Linked DNA regions of Gossypium hirsutum: region 2 is linked to region 1. Evidence: chromatin contacts called from public Hi-C data. All regions are on one chromosome and are shown on one strand. The core of a region is the stretch at or near the end of the contact, and the rest is flanking DNA. Distances in the headings are between cores, read along the strand shown.

Evidence for each region. A called contact is a pair of places that touch in the nucleus more often than the background predicts.
Region 2: a contact with region 1 is called in a Hi-C map of leaf, with 2.3 times the contacts expected there. The contact joins the enhancer-like site here to the promoter of LOC107950993 in region 1.

Annotation. Positions count from the first base shown.
Region 1 is chrA08:10,837,102-10,840,258 of Gossypium_hirsutum_v2.1, reverse strand. LOC107950993 reads left to right here and starts at 1,540. Exons shown (of 5, transcript XR_005900133.1): 1 at 1,540-2,675; 2 at 2,761-2,953; 3 at 3,109-3,157.
Region 2 is chrA08:10,927,799-10,930,955 of Gossypium_hirsutum_v2.1, reverse strand. No RefSeq gene overlaps it. Among protein-coding and RNA genes, the nearest start is that of LOC107950963, 9.1 kb to the right of the region's middle. Within about 2 kb of position 1,440, at least 1 of the 9 cell types and tissues checked has an H3K27ac peak or open chromatin away from gene starts, as enhancers often do. A contact at or near this core is called in leaf, where this site is marked.

The DNA.
Region 1 (3,157 bases), core at 291-2,790:
ACCTTTCTTACTTCTTTTCCCCTAATTTCTTTTTGGTAGGATTTTTTTAATTTCATTTGTGAACTTAAAAAGTTGATAAAATGGAGATATATAGCCCTTAAATTGAGGAGATATCATTTCTTAACAAGGCCCATAATAAGAGAGATGTATGTTGGGATCAAAACACATGGCTGTCCTTTCTTCTCCTTGGAGTCCCCACACAATAATATATCAATGGCCCATCATATACTCAATTACTCCCAACTAATATCATATTATCAGATTTCATATCAAACAAGTAGAAAGATAAAGAGTTTGTAAAGGTGTCAGATTGTCCTTCAAAACTAAATTTTAATAAAAATTAATAATATTAGAAAACAATATTTTATAAGAAGATATATAAATATGAATACATGCATTTCACACATATATTATTCATAAAAATATAATAATTGATTTTCTTCTTTTCTAATAAAAAAAATGTGCCATTTAACCGCCAAATCACAATTTTTAAAATTAAAATGATTAAATTGTATTTTTTATTATTATTTAAAAATCACTCTTTATTTACTGACAACTTTTTAAGCAATTTTTATTTTGACTTTGAAAAAACAAGGGAGAGAGAGATGAACATAGATATTAAACCAATTCTCCATATCGATTTGACTACATAGAATTTTAATAAAAATGTTACGTGTCATGTGGGAATCACATAAAACTTATTTGCAAATATGAAACCAACCTTGGAGAAAATATGTATGTATTATCCTATTAATATTATAATTTATACACAAATACAATCCATGTGTTTTGATCAAGTTTGACATTTAGCCCATGTATTTAAAAAAAATTTAATTAATTTTTTAATTTTAAATTTTGAACTAATCATTAAAATTATTAATATTTATATCAAAATTTACCATGTTAATTAAACTATAATAAGGCATATGATTGTTAAAAAATAAATATAATATAATGACAATTTTTTTTAAAAAATACTAACAATTAGGATATTTAAATTGAAAAAATAAAATAATTTAATTTTTTAAATACAAGAATTAAATCTGAAACATTTTTAAAGTATAGGAACTTGGGAATAGACACGCAATAAATGACATCTCATTCGTAACCCAAACAACTCGTGTCCTCCTTAATCCTAAACGACATCAGGTAACTGGTTTAATGCATCGGAAGGAAAAGTCCACTGATTTCCCTATTTAGCCCCCCCCCCCCCCCCCCACAGTCTTCCCGTTTTACTTTAACACCCCCCTTTAATCCCAAAAAAGCAATAAAACCGTCATTGATTTGTGGACCTCACCTTTTCCCATGTACTTGTACTTTCCAGTTTTAACCTCCCCTATCACTTTCCCACTAATTTACCATAATTTACTGAAAAGACTATCCTACCCACACTCTCATTGCTTTTTCCTAGTCATGATGACTATTGACGTAGCAAATTAACCACAACCTTTGAGGTCCAATTAGGTAATTTTATCTAAACCCTATTAAATTAACTTCACTAATTAACAGCGCCTGAGTACCATGGGACTCCATTACGGAAACCGGCACCTTATCGTCACGCTCCTTTACGTGGCATCGTGTAACCACCACTAAAAATGAACCGGTTCACGGTTCAACACGTAGCCCAAATTCAACGGATTAAATATTTCGCCACGTAGGACTTCAAAATTTTGTCAACAGGTCCACGTCAGATATCCCTACCCCTCCACCCTTTATAAGGCCCTGGACCACTGCCCCTGCTAACAGTCTCATCTCATTTCCATTTTCTGGCTTTTTCACCACCTCTTGTTTCATCGGTTTTATTTCTTAATTCTCGTTCTCTTCGCCGGCGAGTTGTTGCCGGAAAAATGGACTCGCTGGTCACTCACAATCTTCGCGTGAATTCCCATGGAAATAACATTATGTTCTCGGGCTGTTGCGTGTTTCGGTAACTTTAACCGTATCTGAAAAAAAAAGTGAAAAAAAAAAAAACTCGTAAGCAAAGCGACTCTACTTAGCAGAGTTATGAAGTTATTCCATCCCTTGTTTGGCAAATGAGAAGCAAATAATTGTATATTATAATCAACGTTAAGAGTTAAGAGTCTCGTGTCTTGATTAACTGCATTATTTTTTGTCTCTCCAACATGAATTTCTGTGTCAATTGCGTGTGCTGATCTCATCAGAAAGAGAAGAATCAACGAGAGTTTGAAGTGTTGCCGTAGTAAAGGTAGAAGCGGCTTTTTTTTTCTTTTTTTTTTTGAAGACCGAGAAACATGCCTTTCCCAATGAAGATCCAGCCGATCGATTTCAACACGCTAGAAGAGGCAGCGCTGCCGCGGTCGGAAACAGTAAAGCCTTTGGTGAAATCGAGGTTCAAGCGGCTGTTTGAACGGCCGTTCCCTAGCGTTCTAAGAAATTCCACGACGGATAAGATCGGTACCATCGCCGCCGATGAGCTCCCTTTAAGCAAGGAATACGCCGGTGAGTTCGAGCCGAGCTCTGTTTGCTTGGCCAAGATGGTTCAGAATTTCATAGAAGAAAACAACGAGAAACAACAATCTTGTGCTGTTAGATGCAGCCGTAACCGCTGTAACTGCTTCAACCGTAACTGCAGCGACAGCTCCGAAGACGATATGGATAGTTTCTTTGGTGACTCCAATCTTAATTCTCCCGCTGAAGCATCTGAAATCCTAAAGGTATTACAATATTTTCCGCCTTTTTCCTTAAATTGTAAAATTGTAGCTTATTTTTTAAATGTGTAGCTCATCTTTTATGGAACAGAATTTGATTTGTCCTATGAGTGTGAGTGAAAAGATTTTATTGGCGGATACGGCGAAGATTGTGGAGAAGAACAAGATCTGTAAGAGTAAAGATGATTTTTGCAGGAAAATGGTCACTGATGGATTACTGACCCTTGGATATGATGCTTCTATCTGCAAATCTTGCTGGGAAAAATCTCCCTCTTGCCCCGCCGGTACTTTCTTTCTCCCTTTTTATTTGTATTATTAACTCGTCTTCAAATTTGTCATACAGATATTTATGCTAGTATCCGATTCCTATGCTAATGGCTTGATTTTATTTTATTTTAACAATTTAGAAATAATAACACTTTCTATTTTTAATTAGCAGGGGAGTACGAATACATAGACGTGATAATTGAGGGGGAACGAATGTTGAT
Region 2 (3,157 bases), core at 191-2,690, 91 kb before region 1:
AGGTAGCAAGGAAGCAGACTGAAAATTGTAGATCTTATCTCCCTAAGCAGTAGTGGAGCAAATCGAAGACGGCGGATCTTATCTCCATGTATCGGCAATAGAGTAGATTTTAGCCACCAGCCTTATCTCTCTGAGGTAGCAAAAGAGCAGGTTGAAGATACAAGTCTTATCTTCCTGAGGTAGCAAGGAAGCAGACTGAAAATTACAGATCTTATCTCCCTAAGCAGTAGTGGAGAAGATCAAAGATGGCGAATCTTATCTCCATGTATCGGCAATTGAGTAGATTTCAGCCACCAACCATATCTCTCCGAGGTAGCAAGAGAGCAGGTTGAAGTTACAAGCCTTATCTTCCTAAGGTAGCAAGGAAGTAGACTAAAAATTGCAGCATTATCTCCCTAACGTTGCAGTGGAGCAGGTGCAAAATTACAAATTTTATTTCCCTGAAGTCGCAATAGAGCAGATTGAGGATGTAGAGTGGATTAAAGGCACAATTCCTATACCCCTGAAGATGCAGTGGGTTGGAATGGGGCTACTTGAAGAAGATGAGGATAAAGAGGGCGAGATGTGGCAAGACCGGGCATAATTGACCTTTCTATGATCTTTGCTTCATTCTCGTTACACGACAACGAGTAAAGAGGGGCAGCGGTAAAACCTAATTTTTGCCCGGCCCAAATACTTAATTGCATGAAACGGCCCAAATCACTAAATATAACAAACCAAAAAAAATGAAACTAACCCAAAAAATAGACCCAAATACAGACCTGAATTAAACAAGCCCGATAAGCCTAGATTTTTTGAAATTTTTAGAAACCCTAGGGTTCCCATTTGCCTCACGCCGCAGCCACTAGCAGCCACCACGCACATCCCACACACGACCCTCGACTCGCTCATTGCTCGCTCTACGTCCTTGCACTTCGAACCACGTTCACCATACCTGCAACTTGTACAGGCAAAAAAACCGTTGTAAAACTGGCTATAAAAGTCCACGAATACTCTTTGTTTTTTTTTTGTTACGGAGAATACAATCTATACACAAAAATCGATTGCAAAGAAACAAGGGCAAAAAAAATAATTTAAGAGGTGATTCTTGATTGATCTTGTTTATTGAGTTCTTTTATTTATTTTTGGGTTTGCAAAAGAAGTAATAAAAAGAAGAAGGAAGGGAGAGCATTTACCAAACCTCTATGGGCACAGTTGGAGTTCTCTTCTATTGGCGAAATCAGCCCTTGCCTATGCACCGCCGGCTACCGTATGATGGTGGTTTGACGACTGCATGTTTTGGAATGAAACCCTAGCAGAAAGGGTTAGAAAGGAAATGCATTGGGTTTTCTAAAGGTTTTTTTATGTTTTAAAAAAATATATTAAAATAAAGGTTTTAGTTTTAATAGCATTTGGGGGAGGGAAAGTGATAGCCTGCGCATTGACAGGCTGAATCAACGCATGTTCCCCTTAAATGGGCAATTTGCGCATCCAGTCCTTCTTTTTTTTTGCGCCATCTTTAATCTGTCCCTTTTATGTTTTTTTTTTCATTTTTTCCCAAAGGTTTGCGCGCTGTTTCAATTCGGTCCGCGTCTGGGCAGTGCTTGTTGTGATTCGGAACATTTGCATTTTTTAATCATTGTTCTTTTGTTCGCATCTTATTTCTGTCCTTAATTCTGTTTTAATAGTTTGGTTTGTTCATAAATTATTCATCTGATTTTGCTTTCATTTCAATTCAGTTTTTAATTTTTTTTAAATTATTTACGAGTTATTCATCATTTTTTTAACATATTATTTTAAATTATTTATTTGATTTCACACTGTCTTCATTTTTTCCCTTTGATATTTTCGTTTTATTTTAATATAATTTATTTATCTTAAAAATTTCCTTTTTGAATATTTGTTAATTCAAATATTATATATTTTTTTGTATATATTATTTATACTAAAGTATTTATATTTCTTTGTATATTATTTATTTTAGATGGATCTATATATTGCTTTATATATTATTTACTTTAACTTTCTTTTCACATAATACTTATTATAAAATTAATATGTATATTATTATTTTACATATTATTAATTTTTGTTTTTTTTATGGCTTATTTCAAACTTTTACATGCATCAGTTACTCTAAGTCTCTTTTACATATAATTTATTCTTAAACGGTTCTTATATTGTTAATTTCCAATTCCTTTACTTTTTCATTATTTGACTTGACATTGTTTATAATTATTTGAGAAATTTGGTACATTTTTTTATTTTTATTTTTGCTTCATATACATATATTCTTTAAACATTTTTTTATTCGTTAGTTTTAACCTAAATGTTAGTTTTAAAATAAGGTGGTTGCAAAATTGTTATTATTGAGTATTTTGATTCGTATATTTGCACTTTTATTATTGTCATGCATTTGTATAATGTTGAACTTACATGTTATTATTTCGTGCTCAATACTATGCTTATTTCTTATTATCGCATTGTGGTTCAAATTCTAACGTGTTTAGGCAATTTTTACTTGTTTCATTTTTATCCCAAACAAGCCAAATAAACACATTTTGAGCCAGATTTACAATTGTTTTTTTCCAAAAATAAGGCAATATTTTGTGTTCGAAAATTCGAGGGATCGTGCCCTAACGTGTTGGGTTTTGATTTTCCGTTTGACCAGGATAACTAAATATCCTTGCGAAATTTCATCCATGTTTTCTTAAATCAAAAAACAAGGTAATGTTTCGTTTTTGAAAATTCGAGAAATCGTGCCCTAACGTGCTGGGTTCCGATTTACCGTTTGACCAAATAACCGAATACATTTTTAAATTTTGTTGCTTGTTTTGGAAATCATGAGGTGATCACAGTTTTTGGAGGCTTAAAGTATCGTATCCTAACATGCTGGACGTGATATCTTACTCCTTGGAATGAGTGAATCTTAAAATCCAACTTAGGTTGTTCACATATTTTTTAAAGGGATCGTATTTAACATCTTTCTTCAAATTTTCAATATTAGGACATTAATTAGTCAATTGGTACCAATTTTGGGCGTCACGAGAGTACTAACCCTTCCTCATGCGTAACTGACTCCTGAACCCTTTTTCTCGATTTTTTAGACCCAAAATCATTATTTTAATAAATTAAAATGTTTTATTAAAATGATCAAGGTGATCCGATCACACCTCGG